6 separate regions of the Mus musculus genome follow, and regions 1, 2, 4, 5 and 6 are each linked to region 3. The links are chromatin contacts, called in public HiChIP or PLAC-seq, Micro-C and promoter capture Hi-C maps. All regions are on one chromosome and are shown on one strand. The core of a region is the stretch at or near the end of the contact, and the rest is flanking DNA. Distances in the headings are between cores, read along the strand shown.

Region 1 (3,249 bases), core at 579-3,078, 190 kb after region 3:
CCATATTATAGGTGTGTGTCACTTCTACCGCTTATGCTCACCCTCTTGATTATAAAATTGCCATATTGTTTGGATGGCGGGAAGCATTCCAAGTTGTATCTCAGATACCAGGACCAAGGGTGTAATGGACAATGATCAGCTACCACTTCGGTCCCTTCCGAAGACTGGAGAGTCACACTGTCTATTTACTTTATGATCCACTATGTTGCACTTATAAAAAATATTCCTGCTGTTCCTAGATGATCTATATTCTATTTATTTATTTTTGTGTGTGCGTGGAAATCAGGATATCTTGCAGAAGTCAGTCCTCACCTTCCACGTTTCATGGGTCCTGGGGATTAAAACTCAGGCTGTCAGGGTTGGCAGCAATCACCTTTGCTGCTGAGCCATCTCAGTCCTGGGTCATTTTTGTAACCCCTTTATAAACTTAATTTTACACCTACTCTTGTGTGCTTCAATAGTCAGCCCATCTTCTTGCACTAAATTCCATAGGCTTATATTACTCTCTCTCCCTCCTCTCCTCTCCTCTCCTCTCCTCTCCTCTCCTCTCCTCTCCTCTCCTCTCCTCTCCTCTCCTCTCCTCTCCTCTCCTCTCCTCTCCTCTCCTTCCTTCCTTCCTTCCTTCCTTCCCCCTTTCTTTCTCTCTCTCTCTGCCCCCTCTTTCTTTTTAGTGTAACTTCCTTTTGTGATTAAAATTTTAAATAGTATATAATTACATTGCTTCCTTTCTTCTCCTCTTCCCAACCCCTCCCATCCCTGCCCCAAATCCCTCTCAAACTGATGGCCTCCTTTTGAGTTTTATCGAAAGACACACATACACATATGCATAAATATATAAGTATAGCCTGCTGGGTTTGTTCAGCATGGTTTGTGTGTATATGGTTTTAGGGCCGACCACAGTGTATTAGCTAGCCAATTAGGGTGCTCATTCCCTGGGAGGCTAATCCCCCCCCCCCCCCCCCCCGTTAGTCGTCAATCGATGCCTGTAGTTAGTTCTCTGTCTAGACATGGTAGACATGGGTCTCCTGAGCTATCCCCCTTCCTCAGCACTGTGCCTGTTGACATCACCATTGCTCGGGTCTTGTATAGGCAGCTACATTGTGGAATTATCTTGGATGAGTATTCCTGTCATTTCTAAGAGAGAGGATCTCACAGCAGACTCCCTGGTCCTCTGGCTCTTAGCAACCTTTCCACCCCTTAAAAGATTACTTTTTAAGGAAGGTAAATTAGAAAGCTTGGTGCAGCAGAAAGTGTGGGCTGCCTGCATTTCCAAGTTAGCAATGAAGAGGCAAGTGTCCTCCAGTGCCCAGGCTGTGGACAGCACAATGTGGCCAGAAGACAAAAGCCTGCTCTTCAGGGACCACCTAAGGAAGTATCAAGACAGGATGCAGCCTTTGTTCCTGGCTGGGTTCCTAGCTGTCAGCCTTGGCGGATTCTTGTTGCCCACTTGTGAGCCTTAATAAAACTTGCCATCGCCAAGCCTGCTTTGCAGGTTAGAAGAAATGTCACGACACTGGAGCTATTGTGCTGAATGAAGGCCTCTGGAGCCCAGGGGCGTCCAGAGAGGCTCAGAAAGCCATCCTTTGTGGGGTTAATGCCTGTTCCCAGAGGGTTCTAAGCCTATAGACAGTTAGCCTGCCCAAGGCTCAGATCTCAGCGAGGCCATTTCCCGTAGTAGGATTGGGATACCTCAGGTCACCCAGCAGATGAAAAGAGAAACAATAATGCAAACTCCAGCACCGAAAATAAGCAGCCTGGCTGTGGGAGGCTTGGGCAGAAGAGGGGGCAGCCGGGCCTCAGCTCCCTTTTGTACTCTACATGGCTGCAGCCATGGTCATGGCTAAATAGCTGTCTTTGAGGGAAGTGCTTTCTTCCAGCAGGAAAACAGGCGAGTCTGCTCTGAATTAGCCAGCTCACAAAGTCATGAAAGGGACTCACAGAGACAATGGCACGCTGTACATTCCGTGAGATTCTAACAAGTTATATGAACCAGATAATGGCCCAATTGGCTGGCTCTGCAGGTTTTTTGCCTGAGTGTGCACATCCGCAGAGAGCCCGCGCTGTCCCCTGTGGGACCAGATCAAACGGGTGCCAGCCGAGAATGCAGGCTAACTCTGGGCCCATGTTCAGTTTCGCCCACTCTGCCCACAATGTGCCCTGTCGCTATTCTTAGGAAGTTTCGTGTTACTACAGTGTAGAACACTGCAGCCACTGGGTAGGAAGACAGACAGACAGACGAATAGGGTAGAAAACAGTCCCTCACCCAGCAGATTCTTATCCTTTGAGCTTACAGAAATATGGATACTTAAAAAAAAAACATATCACAAAACATATTTCATACGAAAGTCTCTGTGTATACGCTTATATATGACATTATTTAATATCATTCACCACTGATGAATTAGAAACAGCCCGAATGTCTGCTTCAGCCATGAACAAACCATGGAGATCCACACGGTGGCATACCGTTCAGCTACAGAAAGAAGCAGACGCGCAAAACCACTGGTGTACCACGCAACATTTTTTTTTTTTAAATCTTTCAAAGTCTACCAGCTCTAATCACATCTCTGGTGACAGAAATGAGTCCATGGTTGAAAGGGGTAAGCGAGGGTACCTCTACAAGGGAACTTTGAGAGTATGACAGGGGAATGTCTTTGATTGTAGAAATAATTACCCAACTGATCATTTGTCAAAGCTCACAGGATTGTACTGAAAAGGGAGACATGTACTGAATGCAAATTAGCCTGGCCTTTAAATGGAAACGAAAATCTCCTCTTTTGGCCTTTGGGGACTGCCACCTCAATAGGGCAAGTTTCCGGTTTGAGATGGGCTGCTCCGTGAGGACAGACCTCCCAGCAGATGGAGACAGTGCTCTTAGAGACTCCGTGGAGGTTCACTCATGCCTCAGATGTTTTCCAAGTCTCTCCTGTGCACTCACCGTGTGGGGGGGTGGGAGGTGAGGGGAAGCTGACATGGAGTGTTTACCTCAGGGAGTGGCAGTGGCCACGGGGAGGCCAGGTGTCGCCAGAGGCCATTTGGAGGGAGAATTAGAAGCCGTTTTATTCAAGCAGGCCAGCAGATCCTGGCAGGACTTGAATGGAGCAGGTGACGGAAGGGAAGCTGGGGGCAGTTCAAGTTCACATGAGGGCCTGGGATCTTGCCAGAAGCTGGTCAGCTTGTGAGAAGGAAGGAGAGTCCCAAGTAGAAACCTTGTTACCACCATTGTAAATCAACCACCCAGCGAGCGTT
Region 2 (2,985 bases), core at 347-2,846, 230 kb before region 3:
CCCTCTTCACCACTGACTTCCAGTCACCTATCTGTCTCTTTGCTTCTGGTCGCTCTCTGAGCTCCCCTTTCCTTCGTGACCTGCTGTCACTCCCTGCTCTCAATCTTCCTGCCCCACACAGCTGCCTTTGGTAGGCACTGAATTAGTGTAATTTTTTTACATATATATCTCTTCCTGGATGATAAAACACACACTCTCTCACATGGAAGAAGCGCTTCATGATTCTGTCCAGAGCTTGCTTCTGTTTGGGGCTGCCCTGCACTTGTGAGACACTTGGAGATCTCGTCATATTTGCTCATTTCATCTATGTTGAGTCTATCATCATCACGAGTTTCTGAGCCTGGTCTCTGTCTCCTTTAACAGCCTCTTCCTCCAGGGTCTCCCGCCCATTGGAGCCGCCCTTCTTCCTTGTGGTTTTCCTGAGCAGGATAAGCTATTTCTATTTCTGCCTCTCTGTCTCTCTCGGGGAATTTTAGTGAGCTGCTTAGTTCAGTAACTCAGGGCTATCGAGAGTAACAACTAGTGGAGTCCTTAATCTCACGAGGTTTCAGATTGCTTCCCTGTAAAACTAAGCAGACAGTTACCTCAGAATGACAGAAACAAGATACTCAAAGGCAGTTTACAGTTATACCACGTCCTAAGTGAACTATGGGTAAAATGCTATTTTACAATGACCAAAGCCTATATTAAATGCCACTACCTCCAAGGAACATTTTAAACACTCAAAGCAGAAATTTACTCGCTCTGTAATTGGACGCTTCACCAAGCACGCCTGTCAGCCCTCATGACTGCCCCGTATATTCTTAGGTTAGCCAACATCCCGACCCATGTTTACAAACAGACCCAGTTAGTATCCATTCCTGGCTCTCGTTCCACCCTATGGAGGTCTTGATGTCTAGGGTTTTTCAAAGAGAAAAACGTTCCTGAGATTTGAGGAGGCTGGGGCAAAACTTTCATGGGGAAGGACCGGGGAGACATGTTTGGAGGTCTTTAGAATCACAGCTGCATTGCCCAGTGGTCGATCTGTCTAGCAACATCTCCACTCCCATCCCTGCTGAGCTAGATCGCTCACAAGTAACGTGCTGAAGCCTGTGGCAGACTTTGCTACTATCCTGCTGAGTTTGGATTATACCAAGCAGCCAGGACCGGTTGATTAGACTTGAAGTTATTATCGGGCAAAACAAAGGGCTGAAAGAGAACGGGTTACTTTAGCTCTCCCTCATTAAGGAGAAGCAATCAAATCAGGATCCTGCCCGGTGTCAGAGCACTGGAAGGCAAACATCCAGCCTCTAGGTATGCAAAGGGAATTGTCCCAAACTTAAAATGCAGAGATATCCAGAGCATCTTCTTCAGAAGCCGCAGGAGCCCCTCTGATGTCCGGTGGAGGAGGGCACCTGAAGCCGCTCCGTTTCCCGTTGAAAGACTCATTTCAGGGCCCTCCGTGCCCGCACTTGTGTATTTAGGGCCTTTCTCCGTCTATAAAGAAACCGAAGCCTGTCTCCTTTCCCTCACAAAAGGGCTTACAGGTAATTAGAGGGGGATTATGCTTGAAGGGGAAACGCGGCCTTTAATCACCAGAAGGACACAGCGGGCTGAGCTGGACGTGGTCCTAGCGGCCTTTGTGTCCGGTGCTTGCCTGAGCCCCAGCTCGGGGTGATTCTCCCGGTGCTGGGGTGGTCCGGCATGGGCTTCCTCAGACAGATACAGCTTTTGCTTTGGAAGAACTGGACTCTGAGGAAAAGGCAGAAGGTAAAAAAGGGAGCGGGGTGGAGGAGGGTTGGGAGGAGGGAGCGGGGAGGAGAGGCGAAGAAGAGAGCTAGTTTGTCCTTTAGTTCGGAGGCCACCTTTAGCTGCTCAGTGACCAGGTGCCCTCCCACAGGATGACACCCTTCTCTTGTCCTTGGCTACATGAAAACTATTCTGTCCCCTGCCCAGCACAGGAATCCACTACCGCTCCCCACCCCTCCAGCTTCGACACCTGCTGGCCCAGCTCCCACCACAGGTTGGAAGCTTCAAGGTCCCTGAAAAACAAACAAACAAACAAACAAACAAACACAAATTTCCTTGACGCTAGAGCGTGGGGTGCTTTTACACGTTCATGTTCCTGGAACTGGGATGTAAATTCCCAGAGAAGTCACAGTTGCGCTGCCCACAATTCTGTTCTGTGGAAAAATAACTTTGCATCTTCCAATTGTGTTATTAACCACAGATTTACCCAAACCTCTTCTGCGATCAGTCATGGCTGGACTGGACTAAGGGTTTAAATGTGTAACGTGCACACTCCCCACCCCACCCCCACCCCCACCCCCAAGCTGGTTTTTCAGCTGGGAAATCCTGAAGTATGTTTTGAGAATCCAGACTAATATAAAGTAATGTAGGCCAAATATCCCAGGAGAAATGCTGATGTGTGCTGTGGGAGATCAGAGCCCCTCCAGAGTTGCTACAAATGGTTCCTCCATTGTTTTTTTTTTCTGTGGAAGGATAAGGAGCAAATTCATATCCATAACGAAATGGGGCTGAGAGTGTGCCTCGGCTGGGAGAGTGCTTGCATCCCCGGTACCACACAAACTGGGCACAGTACCCAGCAAGAGGGTCAGAAATTCAAGGTCATCCTTGGTTATCTAGTGAGTGAGTTCAAAGCCAGTCTGGGATTCATGTGATCCTGTTGAGTGAGAGAGAGAAAGAGAGAGAGGGGGGGGAAGGAGGAGGAGGAGGAAGAGGAGGAGGAGTAGGAGAAGGAGGAGGAGGAGGAGGAGGAGGAGGAGGAGGAGGAGGAGGAGGAGGAGGAAGGGAAGTTAGGAAGGAATGGCTGTCCCAGAGCCCTACAGAGTCCTAAAAACATGAAACAGCTTAAGGAAGATGATGGGAGGGGGGAGGGTTGCTGTGCGAAGCAGAGAGGGCTGAGATTAAATTACGGGGCCCAGGATTGAGGAAGATATCCCTTGTTGAACTGTAGCCTCCGCACACAAATACACCCTAACACAC
Region 3 (3,120 bases), core at 287-2,786:
TGAGATCTGATGCCTTCCCCCTCTTCTGGTGCGGCTGAAGACAACTACAGTGTACTGATATAAATAAATAAATAAATCTTTTTTTAAAATGCATAATAAAAATACATGGAAGATCAGTACCTCCCCCAGAAAGAACAAGATAGAAGAACCCTTTAAAGCCTAAACTGAAAAGTAACAGCCCGCACTTGTCATAGGGTTTTTCACTAAGCCCAGCCTGTCAAGAGCTTGAAGATTCTTGTCTTCAAGTTCCACAAATGCGCAGGAACTCGTTTTCTTGTTCTTCACTTTCTTGTTCTCTCACTCCTAAAGATAGGCTGTTTCCTCAGGGCACACAATGGCTGTGTGGAAACCAGAGACCACAGTTCTCCAGGAAAACAAAAACAAAAAAAAACCCTATTTTACTAAGTAAGCATGAGGCTAGTGTTTTAAGACAACATCTAACAATCAAAAGTTGGTTACTACGTATACCTGGCTCCAAGGAGAGCAATTTAATGTAGAAGTAATGTATCCATGGAAAGATAGGTTTTTAGGAAAAATTTTGTGTTAAAAAGTGAAGGAAAACGAACCCCCCCTTTTTTTTTTCTTGCTTCCAACACTAATTCCTTTACCCCCTCCTCGATTCCTTTGTAGCCTTTCAACATATTCTAGTTCTCCATCTTTCATCCAACAAAACAAAAACTAAAACACCTCAGCCAGGTGCTGTGGCCCATGGATCCCAACACTTGGGAGGCAGATGGATATCTGTGAGTTCAGGATCAGGCTGGTCTAAATAGTGAGTTCTAGGGCAGCCAGGGCCATGTAGAGAGATCTTGTCTCAAAACAAAAATCCTAAAACTCTTTTGATTCTGGCTAGTCTCTTACTTCCATTGTAAAAAAACAAAAAACTTTAATCCCCGTCCTTCACAACGTCTTTCACCTTTTTTATTTAAAAAAAAAAAAAAAAAAAAAAAAAAAAAAAAAAAAGGCGTACTTCAAATCCCGAGACATTTTAGTTAAATCCCACAGCTTTCTAATTATTCTCCGAAAACTTGGGTGCATTTAACATACATCCTTGTATCCCAATCAAATATCGGAATCTCATTTATTAAGTTATTAAAATACTGTTTTCTAAAAGGACTAAATAAAGTCTCCTTTGGCTTCCGTAAAGACTTACGCCAAAGATCTCACAATTACTGCACGGGGGTGGGGGGTGAGGGGGATGGAAAGCAGAGTAAATGATGCGACTTCCCATTTTGTGTTAAACGGCGAGGAGGTCCTCCTCGCTGAGGACCGCACAGCGGACGAGCTGGGAACTGGAGGCGGAGCTGCTTTTGCCCCCCCCCCCCCCCAACACACACACCCCACCCCCCCACCCCCCGCTGACCCGCACTAGTCCGATGGCGGAGACCGCTGGCCAGAACTGCAGTGGAGCCGGGGAAGGAACGATTCTCCCGAGCCGCGGTTTCCGCAGGGAAACCTAAGCGAGTTCCTGTTTCGACGCACTTCCGAAGCGTCGGAACAGAGGAAGCCGCGCTGGCTGCCGGGAATCCGGAGTCGGAAAGATGGTGGTCACCAGGTCCGGGCTCTCCCGGACCAGGCTCCAAGAAAGCTCCCAGCAGAAGGTGAGCTGGGTCTCAGGTTCTCCGGGTCTCCTCGCCGCTGAGCAGAGCGGCTCGGCAGGGCGGAGGAGAGCGACGAGGAACCGAGCGGGTCGCGCGTGGTACTGCGCCGGACTGGCTCGGACCTGGGGGTCTTTCAGGGCTCTTACGGGAGTTTCGGTAGCGTGCCCTGCGCAGGCGAGGCCTTTTAAGTTTACTGTTAGGACAGTACCGGGGAAAGTTAATGCCCGCCACCTCGACCAAGCCTGGTTTGGGGGATAGGAGGAGCACCGTTTTCACGTGGAGAGACTGGCATGGCCGAGCACTAACCCCTCCGGCAACTGAAGGGCGGCGGTGGCGTCACTCAGAGCCTCTGGTTGTCTTCTGGTGCTATGCTCTTTAGATTGTGTGGTAAGGGCTATAGAGCAGCCCTTTCCTGTTGTAGAAATCCAGGCAAGTATCGGATTACCTTACACACTCCTAAACACGTGCTCAATTAGTATTCAACTCCCCCCCCTCCCTGCGCTTCTATAAATGATTTAAAATTTACCTCCTCTTTCTTTAAGTAGAGAAAGTTTTTTTAGTTCTGCTTTCTGAAGCCTAGGATGAGGCAAGTAAAAGAAATATCTTATCGTGAGTTTGTCTTCGTTTTGTACCTTCTTGAGTTTTGTTCCTTAGGCCATGCCACCTTTACCCTTGTCCCTGCCCTATCTACACTATATTGTGTTTGTTTTGGTTTTCAGAGGTCTGCTCCTCGGAGAATTGGGACACATCTAGAAAGCACAAAGGAATCGGGATCCGATGGCAGCACAGCTGAATCGCAGCCTGCTGAGAAACAGCACTCACGCAGCAGCAGCAGAACCACAGGCCCAGCGGAGATCATTGTGCTTATTTCTGATGACGAGGCTTCTGAAACGGAGTCCCACACTTCTGGGGTTACTTCTGTGTTAGAGGACCAAGAGCCCATTGTAAGAGTAACTAGGAAACGGCAGATCGTAATTGCTTCCACCTCAAAGTCCACTGTTAGGAAAAGGCAGAAAGTAGCCCCTCAGCATGCATCTGCTGATGAAGTTGTTGTTTCTGAAGCAGAGTCTCATGTTTCAGGGGTTTCTATGGTTGTACCTTCCACAGAGAGAAGCAGCAGAAATAAGGCTAATTCTCAAAGAGATTCAAGCCAAGAATCACAGTCGGGAACTGTATCTGATGCTGAGTTGTCCTGCTCAGGCATTTCATCGTTAGAGATCTTGCCGAGAACAACAGCCAGGAATGTGAAGAAGAAATTACAGTTCCCAGCTGAGAAAAACGATACTAAGATTACACCAGGAAATAAAAAGCAAATTGTGGGTATGTCTGTGTGTTCAGAGGACTCAGATGCTACTCAGTTATCAGCAAGACCACTTTCTCAGAGAAATATGCCAAATGTTTCTGATAGTGAAACTTACAACAGTGACTTTGATGATTCCAGCCCCAGAAATTCAGGGAAAAAACTGACAGCCCAAAACCACCAAAATTTGCATATCCAAGAGGAAAAACGAGCCAATGT
Region 4 (2,993 bases), core at 293-2,792, 130 kb before region 3:
GGGAACTGGGGTTTCGGAGATGCTGAATCAGAAGGTGGAGACAAAAGAACAGTTCAAGACCCTGAGAAATGACAACTTGTGTCTTGCTTTATTAGTCACTAGTGGGCGGGACTTAGTCTTAGAATGGGCGGGACTTAGTCACTAGTGAGCAGGGCTTGGTGTTAGTGTGGGACTTAGTTAGAGTGGGTGGGACTTAATTTTGTCTGTTGAAGAACTGGGGTCTCCTCCCGCATCAGAGTTATAAGCCAACCATTGACACACTCACTTTCTCATCTTTATGTGAAAGAAGGTAACCCCAAAGGTGGAGACCCAAGTTAAGAATGACAAGAGTTGACAGGTGGTGGTGGCACATACCTTTAGTCCTAGCACCTGGGAGACAGAGGCAGGCAAATTTCTGTGAGTTCAAGACCAGCCTGCTCTACAAAGTGAATTCCAGGAACATAGAGAAACCCTGCCTTGATACCCCCTCAAAAAAGAGAGAAAGAGAGAGAGAGAGAGAGAGAGAGAGAGAGAGAGAGAGAGACAGACAAGAGTTGAGACAGAAGAGAGTTGGGCTGTCTAAGCCAGGCATGGGACTAAGAGACACAGAAAGGAGTGGTGGTATTGGATAGTGCCTAAACTATCTGCAAAGGGCAGAGAAGACACAAAAGAGAAATCACAAGTTAGGCCCACAGTAAAGTCAAGGAAGACATCAAAAAGGGCTAACCCAGGGAAAATGAGCAGGAATTAGCTAGGTGTTTATAAAAGGGAAGAGTACCTTAAGAAAAGCCAGCAAAGAGACTTGGAGGTAGCCTGAAGCATGTAGAGTTTGACATAGACAGGACAAGACTTTAAGGGAAATGATGAAGAAGATGGAGTTACACCAGGATAAAGGTCCAGACACCATCTTGGAATAGAAATGGGAAAGAATTAAAAACCAGCTTAGCCTGGGCTGTTGTGGCACATGCCTTTAATCCCAGTACTGAAGAGGCAGAGGCAGGCAGATCTCTGTGAGTTTGAGGCCTGGTCTATGGGGTGGGTTCCAGGACAGCCAGGACTGTCACACAAAGAAACCTTGTCTCAAAAAAACAAAACAAAAAACAAAACAAAACCAAGCAAGCAAGCAAACATGGGCTTAAATCTGGATACAGTGGCCTTTATTTCTAGTTCCAGTGACTGGGAGACTGAAACAAGAGAGTCACTTGAGTACAGGAGTGCAAGGCTAGCTTGAGCAATATAGTAAGACTATCTCAAAATGTGAATTTAGATCAACAGAATTGACATCAAGAAAAATACTGATATCACTCAAAGCAATCTACAGATTCAACACAATCTCCATCAACATGACAATGACTTCCATCAGCATGACAATGACTCCATCAACATGCCAATGGGCCCCATCAACATAACAATGACCCCTATCATCATGACAATGATCCCCATCAACATGACAATGACCTCCATCAACATGACAATTACTCCTGTCAACATGCCAATTGTTGGGGTTCAGAAGTCACCCTGCAAACCACAAGAACACTAATCTCAGTCAAGCAGGGATGGTTTACTGAACGTATATCCAAAGACTGAGTGACCAAGGGAACAGCTCAGACTCTAGAGCTGAAAGCTAGCTGTGCGCTGGACATTTCTCGGGGCCAACTTATAAAGGCTAAAACTGCAAAACCCATAATGAGTTCATATGCAGATGTGGGGGAGCTGTAGACCGGTTGGTCTTTTCTCATGTTTCCTTAGTAATTTAGACAGAACAGTTCAAGCCAACCCCTATCTTGCTTGGTCATGAGTGACGGCTGCAGATGGGGAATTTCTTAAGATTAACAAACCGCAGAATAATCGGAACCTAACAGGGTAGGTGGTCTGCAACAGGGTAGGTGATCTGCATGCCCCTGCTCTGAGTCCAGTTCTTTTTCTGTGACCATGACTGGCGGGCATATTACAGTAACAATAGGAAGTAGCTGCTAGATATGGAGCAAATGGCTACAGCTGTGCTAGGGAGGCTACCTCAACACCGGTGATTTCCATCAGCATGCTGCAGATGACGTTCTTCACGGGAACTGGAAAACGGGGATGTGATAGCTCAGAAGGTTAAGGCCCTTGCTACCAAGCCTGATGACCCGAGTTCAATCCTCTGGATTCAGATTGTAAAACCAAGAGCTGATTGTAAAAAGGAAAAAAAGAAAAACGAAACAAAAACCTGACTCTTGCCAGGTGTCTCGTGACCTCCACATATATGTATGCCCCCACCAGGATAAATAAATAAATATAATGTATTTTTTTAAAGAAATAGAAAAATGATCCAGGATAAATAAATAAATATAATGTATTTTTTTAAAGAAATAGAAAAATGACCCCCCCCCAAAAAATATATATATAACTACACTAAACCCCATCTCCTCGCAGCCAGTGGCTGTCATGAGGAAGACAGATGACTACAACTGCTGATGAGTATACAGAGGGAGAAGGAACCCTTATACACCATCGGTGGGGATATCCATCGAGCCACTACGGAAATCAGTGCAGAGATTCTTTCCAAAAGCTAAGAGTAGAGCAGGTTTGGTCTATACCACTCCTGACATATTTCCAAAGGAACATATGTTAACATACAGTAGATACTCGCACATCCAAGTTTACTGCAGCACTGTTTGCAACAGCCAAGCTAAGGAACCTACCTAGGTGCCTGTCAGAGATGTGATGGGTGAGGTTCTATGCACCCACCACAGAGAAGGATCGAATCCTGTCGTTTCAGAAAAAGGCATGAAACCAGAGAGTAACATATTAATCCAAATGAGCTGGATTTAGAGACAAATGTATGCCTTCTCTCAAATGTGGAATCTAGAATGTGGCTTTGCTTGCTTCTAAATTTAGAGAGTAGGAGAACTATTTGGAGAACAAGGTGGGACAATGTTGTTTGCCTGCGAGGCTAAGCCCTCCCAAATCCACATCCCCTTCGGAAGCTGAGGTGGCACTTACTGGGCATGAAGCATCATGGCGTTGACAGG
Region 5 (2,959 bases), core at 361-2,860, 210 kb after region 3:
GGAAGGGAAGCCAGATGTTCTAGGCTTGTACCTAATATTCTTTCTACAAAGCCATATTAGGAGACTTGGAGTCTGAACCAAGATGCTTTCATGTATATTAATACTTCATTTTACATTGCAGTTGGGAAAGATTTCAAGGGGGGTGGTGTTGGGTGCATGGGATGTGTGTGTTTAGAGGGGGATAATTCTTTTTTTAAAAAAACTATTTTTAGTGACTCAGGACTTAGGTGGATGAAGAAGAGGATGGGATGGGGAAGGCGTTCCAGTCTGGGAGAGTAGACTTCCTTCCTAGCTCAAGGTATAAAAGGTGTTAGCAGAAGCCAGGCCTAGTCAGAGCAGAACGCTCACAGAGAGAGAGAGAGGCTCAGTTCATAACAGGGCAGGAAACGGCCATGAACATGAGCAGCTCCAGCCCTGAGCTGCTCTGCTAGGAGTTCAGTGCCCGCAGATCTCCGCACTGGCTTTTTATCCTGCTTGCGTCCTTAGTTCAGCTAAGCAGTAATTGATCATGGTACCTTGTGTGTCTTGCCTGTGCCAGCTGCTCTGGCCCTGGTACTTAGGACCCAGTCCTTACTCGGAGGAAGGTTGCAGTCCATTGGAGAGCTGTGCTGGACAGGTGTATCTTGACAGGCTGGAAGGAAGCCTCTTTTGCCAGTGATTTGGTAAAAGATGCCTTGGCTCTCCCCAGAGGAGCAGGCCTGGTATAGTCTGAGCAGTGGAGGACTTCCTAGGGAGACAGGCTTAGCTTAGAAGAGTTAGTAGAGGGTATCCTAAGAGGAAATGACATTCTGGGTAGAGGAAGGGGTAGCCACCAAAACCTAGACATGACAGCCAGGTATGGGCAGGGAGACAGCCGGGAGCCAGGCAGCAGCAAATTGCACCCTATGTCCCTTAGGAAGCTGCAGAAGGACTTTGGTTAAGAGAGAATGAATGAAGCCGGGCGGTGGTGGCGCACGCCTTTGATCCCAGCACTGGGGAGGCAAAGGCAGGCGGATTTCTGAGTTCGAGGCCAGCCTGGTCTACAAAGTGAGTTCCAGGACAGCCAGGGCTACACAGAGAAACCCTGTCTCGAAAAACCATTTCTAAAAAAAAAAGAAAAAAGAAAAGAAAAGGATGAATGACCTGATTTTGTATGTTGGTAGTGGGTTCCCATTATTTCTGGTCCTTCTGTCTCTGATTATTGATATGTGTCTGTCTGTGTGTCTGTCTGTGTGTCTGTCTCTGTGTGTGTGTATGAAAGGGAGGGAGAGGAAGGGGGCGGGGAAAGGATGGAGGAGGGGGAAGAAAGAGCTGAAATTCCTCATCAGACAAGCATCTCATCCTAGGGAAGGGCGGTGTGATTGTGACTGTGTTGGAGAAATCTGAGAAAGAGAAACTTCCATCCATGTATTGAAATGCTGCCTGACGCAAACAGCACAAACAAGAAGCTGGGATACAGAAAGTATGTGGGTGAATGGACCAGAAAGGCTTGATTCAGTCCAGCCCAGGGGTCTTGTCATGAGCTGATTCTTCCATGCTAGGATTGAGCTGTCTCTGCAGTCATTAAGGGCTACCATAGAGCAAAAAGATCTTGAACTGTGTTAGGGTGTTTCATTTGGACTGACATTCTTTTGTCTCCGCCCCTCCCCCTGGGGGGTGGGGTGGGGGAGGAGATTTAGAGCTTGTTGAATCCACCCTGTGTCAGGTCTTTGGCACTTTGGTTTCATTAGAAACTGCCTTTCTCCTGTGAAGAGTGTGGTGGAGGGAAGGTCCCACCCATGTTCCCTGTACCTGCTCCTTTGGCCTATGTTATAAGTGACAAATCCTGGCAATGGCAGTGGCCCAGCTGCCTTTGTATGGGTGCAGACACACTGTCAGCAAAAGGTGGGAAAAGCCATATGGAAGAATCTTTCCAAGAGACTCAGCCCCTCCTCCTGGTTGGGGTTTGTTGCTCATTCATGCCTCCAGGCCCTAAACTAAAAAGCCCAGCATAGCTTCTTTGTGAAAAGAGCCCTTTAAGTGCATTCCATTGGCATCTGAGAGCTGTGGGGATCTGGCTTCAATATCAGGACATGGCTGATAGAGACTGTGTCCCTGTGCTCCCTGACCAACTTCATAGCTTAGAGTCCAGCCAAAGACTTCTTTTTGTTGGAGAAACCAGAGGGGGATCAGGGGCAGGGTTGGGACTCTCAGAAACTGCCTGTAGATTCAGCACTTGCTGGATTGCAAAGTTGGCGTGTGTGTGTGTGTGTGTGTGTGTGTGTGTGTGTGTGTGTGTGTGCGCGCGCGCGTGCATGCAGGAAAAGAACATCAGCCTAGAACTTTCAGCAGAAGTTCTAAGAACTAAGACTAACGTTAGAACAGTGGACGGGCTTCTCTGCCATGGCTTGGGTACGGGGTCACCAGGACAGGCATGGCAGAGCCTCGGGCCCTGCCACTAGGGTTAAACACATGGCTGAGGATGACCCAGTACCTTTTAACTGAGAGGAAAGAAATGTGTCATAGGGTTGGATGCCACAGTGGCATCTCAGTCATCAACTGTCGTAGCCCCAGGAGCTATTGTTCCTCTCTGGCTCTGGTCACAAGAATGTGCCGACTTACTGTCTAGCTCATGAAACCTATAATCAGTATGTTAATTTTTGTGACTAAGAACTTCTTTTCTGGTTTCTACTACAGATACATGTATTTTATAATGATGGTTTTACGTAAAGGAATGACTATTCCGAATCCTGGCTTCTCGTTAAGGGACTGGAGGAGCCATCTGCAAGCTCCTACCCTGAGCTCATGGGTCCCTTCCAGCCCCACTTACCCATTGCATCGAGACCTAGAGTGCACTGGGAACAAAGAGGGTTGGAGTCTCACCTAGAAGGAGCGCCTATATGGACACTGGGACATGGCTACACCACCATTTCTCTCTGTACCTATGGTAGATATGAAGAAAGGAAGAGGGAAGGAGGATACCCCAACACAGCTTATTGTG
Region 6 (3,274 bases), core at 502-3,001, 250 kb after region 3:
CCCCAGGCTGTGAAACCACACTGCCATTTTCCAGAAACAGCAGCCCCTGGGTACTTAGTGTCTTTCCTTGTCGCAGCACTAAATCACCCTGGCAAGAGCATCCCAAGAAAGGGTTTATCTCAGTTCACAGCCCCTCATGGTGGGGAAGCCAAGACAGCAGGAACGTGAAGGATGTGGTCATGCTGTGTCCTCGGTCAGGAATGCAAGCTTTTGCCCCATGCCCTTAGCAGGGTCCCAGCTGGGGAGCGCTGCTGCCTACAGGGCCCTGTCTTCCTACCTCAGCTAATAAAGCCCCCAGGGGCCCATGTACTGGCAGATTCTAGATTCTCTCACCACCACACTAGGTGTTCATTAAAACACACGGGCATCTGTAACCTCAGGACTTGGGGGCTGGAGCAGGATGACTAAGTCCAGCCCAGGCTATAAATAAAGCCTTTTCACAAACAATAAACAAACCATGAAGCAAAGCCAAAGCATGCCCTTGAACATGGATCTTTAGAGATGAGACACACTTTTAACACAAGAAACACAAGACTTGATTTTCATATTAAAATAAAAGCTGGCCTCTCTTTCCCTCTCTCTCCCTCCCTCCCTCCCTCCCTCTGTCCCTCTCCCTTTCCCTCTCATTCTCACTAGTGTGCAAATTATCTCCCGGTCACCCTGACTGTTTTAGCTTCCAATATTGTTGGGTACAGCCCTGGCCAGTTGAGTTTTCTATGGTGCAGGAATGTGCTCAAACCACTGACTGTTGTGGCTACTGTATGTGGGTGGCAGAGGCAATGAAGAGAGGAAACATTTTAAATTTAAGTGTTAATACCCACTTGTGCAAGCAGCTGTTGGCCTCTGGGAATAAAGGCTGCATTCCACACAACTTTACAAATCTGAGTGTGGGGTGGCATGTCTGTAACTCCAGCACTGGTAAAGCCGCGGGAAGGAGGATCATAATTTCCAGGCCAGCCTGTCATATACAGGGAGTCTGTGTCATATATATAGGGAGTTTATGTCATATATACAGGGAGTGTATGCCATATATACAGGGAGTATATGTCATATATACAGGGAATATATGTCATACATGCAGGGAGTCCAGCCTAGGCTACATATGGAGACATAGTCATAACAAATAAAAACACAAAACAAATGGCTTTGAGGGAGTGAGGCGGAGGCTGGGGGGTGGCCAGAGGGAGGACAGATGTGTTAGAAAATGAACCCCCCAACTTTGTTCAGGCAAGCTTTGGGGAATTTCATGTCTGACTTCTGAGCCACCTGCTCTTCCTGACAAGACTTCTCACTTCAGCCTCCTCCCCTGTGGTTGTCTGGGTGGAGTGGTCACCCTCACTTCCTCATTCCGAGTAGATGCAGTGCAGTCTGGGATCTCCAGACACCTTTTCTTCCTGGCACCTAGAGGTGCGCTGGGGCCTGAGCTCTGGGCCTAAGCCCTGGCCAGCCTCTCTCTTGCTTGTCTTCTGACTTCAGCTCTGTCACGATCCCTCCCTTTTTGCTGCTTGCCTAGCCTCTTGCACCCTCATTTGTTTCTATCTCTCTCTGACTGTGGGATCTACTCACAGAGCCTGGGGGATAGTTTGACTAGTTACAGTGTGTTAACTAAGTAAAAGCCAAGGTCTTAGGTGCCCTGAATTGCACAGTGACTTCATTTCCTTGTTCTGGAATCAAACACTGGCTACCCTTGACGTCTAATTTACTACCTCATTCCTAGGCAGGCTAAGCTGGAAGCATTCATCTGATAAAAGGTGGGTATGGCTAGCTGTGGCCACAGACTGAGTCATCCCCACACAGCACCAGGAAGTCCCCAGCAGATACTAAGCAAGTGATTGTCATTAGCCAGTTAGCCACTGATGGCACACCACAAGAACAAAGCAGGGGGAATTGGTTCCTTGTTAGTTGAAGCCCCTGGGGTGTAGGGTTGAATTAACATTGTTAATGCTTTTACTAAGAGAGAGAACTCTTCCAACAAGTATTCCAAGTTTATCTGGGAATCTGGTCGGATTCATTGGTTAGAAAGACAAGAAATCAGGAATGGGACATAGTTGGGAGAAAAGGAAAGAGATGGGACAGACAGACAAAGTGAGTCAAGGTGGCCAGGTCTGATGGGGACAAGCCTGTCAGTTATAGCTTATACAGGAGACTGAGGCAGGAGGACCACAAATTCAGTAACTGAAGAGGCAAATGGATGAGACCTTGACTCAAAGTTAAAGATTAAGATGAGCTAGGGACAGAAGTCAGGTGTAGAGGGCTTGTCTTGGATGTACAAGGCCCTGGGTTGAGTCCCCAGTGCCTTGGAGAGGGGGATGAGAGAAAGAGAGGGAGGAAGGTGGGGGTTGGGGGCTTACAAATATAGATAGAGGTGATGTTATTTTTGTGACCACAGTTTATATTTTACAAACGTTGTCCCTGCTTTGCAAGTGAGTACTCTACACATACACACACACACACACACACACACACATACACACACACGACACTTAAAGACACCAGAGCTCATAACTCAGTTAACAGGTATTAGGAGAATTGGGAAGACTAAGTGTGCTCTGAGTCACTACCACCTCTGCTCAACAAGGGCGAGACACAGCCGGGAACAACAGCCCCGGGATGAGCTTTCAGGAGAGTATGACCCTGGAGTTTCAAAGGCAAGGCGGGCGTCATAGCTACAATTTTACTTCCAGTTCTTGCATAGTAGCCTGGAAGACTAAGACAATTTTAGCCCAGTGCAGTAAATTCCTGGGTTCAGAGGGGGAAGGAACTGGTCACTGTCTGAGCTTCCTGCCAAGACAGACCCTGCACATAGGGTCCCATTGTTATGTGCAGAAAAGTCACCATGTTTCCTGCCCTAAGGCTCTTGAGTGTGACCCTTGCAATTTAGGGTGAGAAAAAAGGAGAATTGGGGGTGGGGAGTAGATCCTCTGTTTTATTGGGGTCTGACCTTACAGCAAATTCCTGCCTGTGTTTCAGTCTCTCAGGCGCCTGTGTTGGGGCTGCAGAACACTCTTCTTGCCTCCTCTCTTCTCTTGTTCTGATACCTGTGACATCTTGAATCAAGTTCATATTCTCCCTATCCCCCCTCCCCGTCTCCGTCTCTCTCTCTCACACTCACCCCTGTCTCTCCTTTTCTATTCCCACTAAGTGGAGCTCCAGTCTTCCTGTATGTTGGGAAACCTGCTATCTCCTCGTGCCTCTCATGGTAAGAGAGAGAACACGCACCTCTGAGGTCCTCCTGCCCTTGTGGGCCACCTCGTGCTCCCATGTCCATGGGTGA

The links. Promoter capture Hi-C pulls out the DNA fragments that hold promoters and counts their contacts. Hi-C and Micro-C count contacts between places; a contact is called where the count stands out from the background. HiChIP or PLAC-seq counts read pairs in DNA pulled down with a chosen protein or histone mark.
Region 1: a promoter capture Hi-C map of pre-B cells shows a contact between it and region 3. The contact joins the enhancer-like site here to the promoter of Dnttip2 in region 3. A contact is called at or near these places in 9 of 39 promoter capture datasets (the C10 cell line, cranial neural crest, embryonic stem cells and 6 more), 2 of 15 datasets of contacts at CTCF or cohesin (the NIH/3T3 cell line and large pre-B cells), 1 of 484 Hi-C or Micro-C datasets (bone marrow-derived macrophages), 17 of 115 datasets of contacts at active chromatin or transcription factors (the 230-238 cell line, acute myeloid leukemia, bone marrow-derived macrophages and 10 more) and 4 of 9 other capture datasets (adipose tissue, liver, macrophages and 1 more).
Region 2: a contact with region 3 is called in a promoter capture Hi-C map of liver, with 3 times the contacts expected there. The contact joins the promoter of Abca4 here to the promoter of Dnttip2 in region 3. A contact is called at or near these places in 2 of 39 promoter capture datasets (both in liver) and 1 of 9 other capture datasets (adipose tissue).
Region 4: a contact with region 3 is called in a Micro-C map of embryonic stem cells, with 2.1 times the contacts expected there. The contact joins the enhancer-like site here to the promoter of Dnttip2 in region 3. A contact is called at or near these places in 1 of 39 promoter capture datasets (the 3T3-L1 cell line), 1 of 15 datasets of contacts at CTCF or cohesin (the NIH/3T3 cell line), 4 of 484 Hi-C or Micro-C datasets (cortical neurons, embryonic fibroblasts, embryonic stem cells and 1 more), 1 of 115 datasets of contacts at active chromatin or transcription factors (embryonic stem cells) and 4 of 9 other capture datasets (adipose tissue, embryonic stem cells, liver and 1 more).
Region 5: an H3K27ac HiChIP or PLAC-seq map of embryonic stem cells shows a contact between it and region 3, with 4 times the contacts expected there. The contact joins the enhancer-like site here to the promoter of Dnttip2 in region 3. A contact is called at or near these places in 5 of 39 promoter capture datasets (the C10 cell line, cranial neural crest, liver and 2 more), 1 of 484 Hi-C or Micro-C datasets (bone marrow-derived macrophages), 12 of 115 datasets of contacts at active chromatin or transcription factors (bone marrow-derived macrophages, embryonic basal ganglia, embryonic hindbrain and 5 more) and 3 of 9 other capture datasets (adipose tissue, liver and macrophages).
Region 6: a contact with region 3 is called in a FOXA1 HiChIP or PLAC-seq map of pancreatic cancer cells. The contact joins the enhancer-like site here to the promoter of Dnttip2 in region 3. A contact is called at or near these places in 2 of 39 promoter capture datasets (cranial neural crest and embryonic stem cells), 1 of 484 Hi-C or Micro-C datasets (bone marrow-derived macrophages), 11 of 115 datasets of contacts at active chromatin or transcription factors (the 230-238 cell line, bone marrow-derived macrophages, differentiating embryonic stem cells and 4 more) and 3 of 9 other capture datasets (adipose tissue, liver and pancreatic islet).

The regions. Positions count from the first base shown.
Region 1 is chr3:122,459,648-122,462,896 of GRCm38.p6, forward strand. All of the region lies in intron 3 of Bcar3 (breast cancer anti-estrogen resistance 3), which reads left to right. Among named protein-coding and RNA genes, the nearest start is that of Gm34349, 19 kb to the right of the region's middle. Within about 2 kb of position 1,829, at least 74 of the 459 cell types and tissues checked have an H3K27ac peak or open chromatin away from gene starts, as enhancers often do. A contact at or near this core is called in the 230-238 cell line, neural stem cells, pre-B cells and 1 more, where this site is marked.
Region 2 is chr3:122,042,864-122,045,848 of GRCm38.p6, forward strand. Abca4 (ATP-binding cassette, sub-family A (ABC1), member 4) reads left to right here and starts at 1,597. Exons shown (of 50, transcript NM_007378.1): 1 at 1,597-1,749. The coding sequence starts at 1,684.
Region 3 is chr3:122,272,878-122,275,997 of GRCm38.p6, forward strand. Dnttip2 (deoxynucleotidyltransferase, terminal, interacting protein 2) reads left to right here and starts at 1,537. Exons shown (of 7, transcript NM_153806.1): 1 at 1,537-1,601; 2 at 2,321-3,120. The coding sequence starts at 1,542.
Region 4 is chr3:122,144,184-122,147,176 of GRCm38.p6, forward strand. The region is part of intron 32 of Abca4 (ATP-binding cassette, sub-family A (ABC1), member 4); the gene reads left to right. Among named protein-coding and RNA genes, the nearest start is that of Gm40138, 19 kb to the left of the region's middle. Within about 2 kb of position 1,543, at least 6 of the 459 cell types and tissues checked have an H3K27ac peak or open chromatin away from gene starts, as enhancers often do. A contact at or near this core is called in embryonic stem cells, where this site is marked.
Region 5 is chr3:122,486,606-122,489,564 of GRCm38.p6, forward strand. The region is part of intron 3 of Bcar3 (breast cancer anti-estrogen resistance 3); the gene reads left to right. Among named protein-coding and RNA genes, the nearest start is that of Gm34349, 7.9 kb to the left of the region's middle. Within about 2 kb of position 1,611, at least 37 of the 459 cell types and tissues checked have an H3K27ac peak or open chromatin away from gene starts, as enhancers often do. A contact at or near this core is called in embryonic stem cells, where this site is marked.
Region 6 is chr3:122,519,725-122,522,998 of GRCm38.p6, forward strand. The region is part of intron 8 of Bcar3 (breast cancer anti-estrogen resistance 3); the gene reads left to right. Among named protein-coding and RNA genes, the nearest start is that of Mir7657, 20 kb to the right of the region's middle. Within about 2 kb of position 1,752, at least 114 of the 459 cell types and tissues checked have an H3K27ac peak or open chromatin away from gene starts, as enhancers often do. A contact at or near this core is called in the 230-238 cell line, bone marrow-derived macrophages and pancreatic cancer cells, where this site is marked.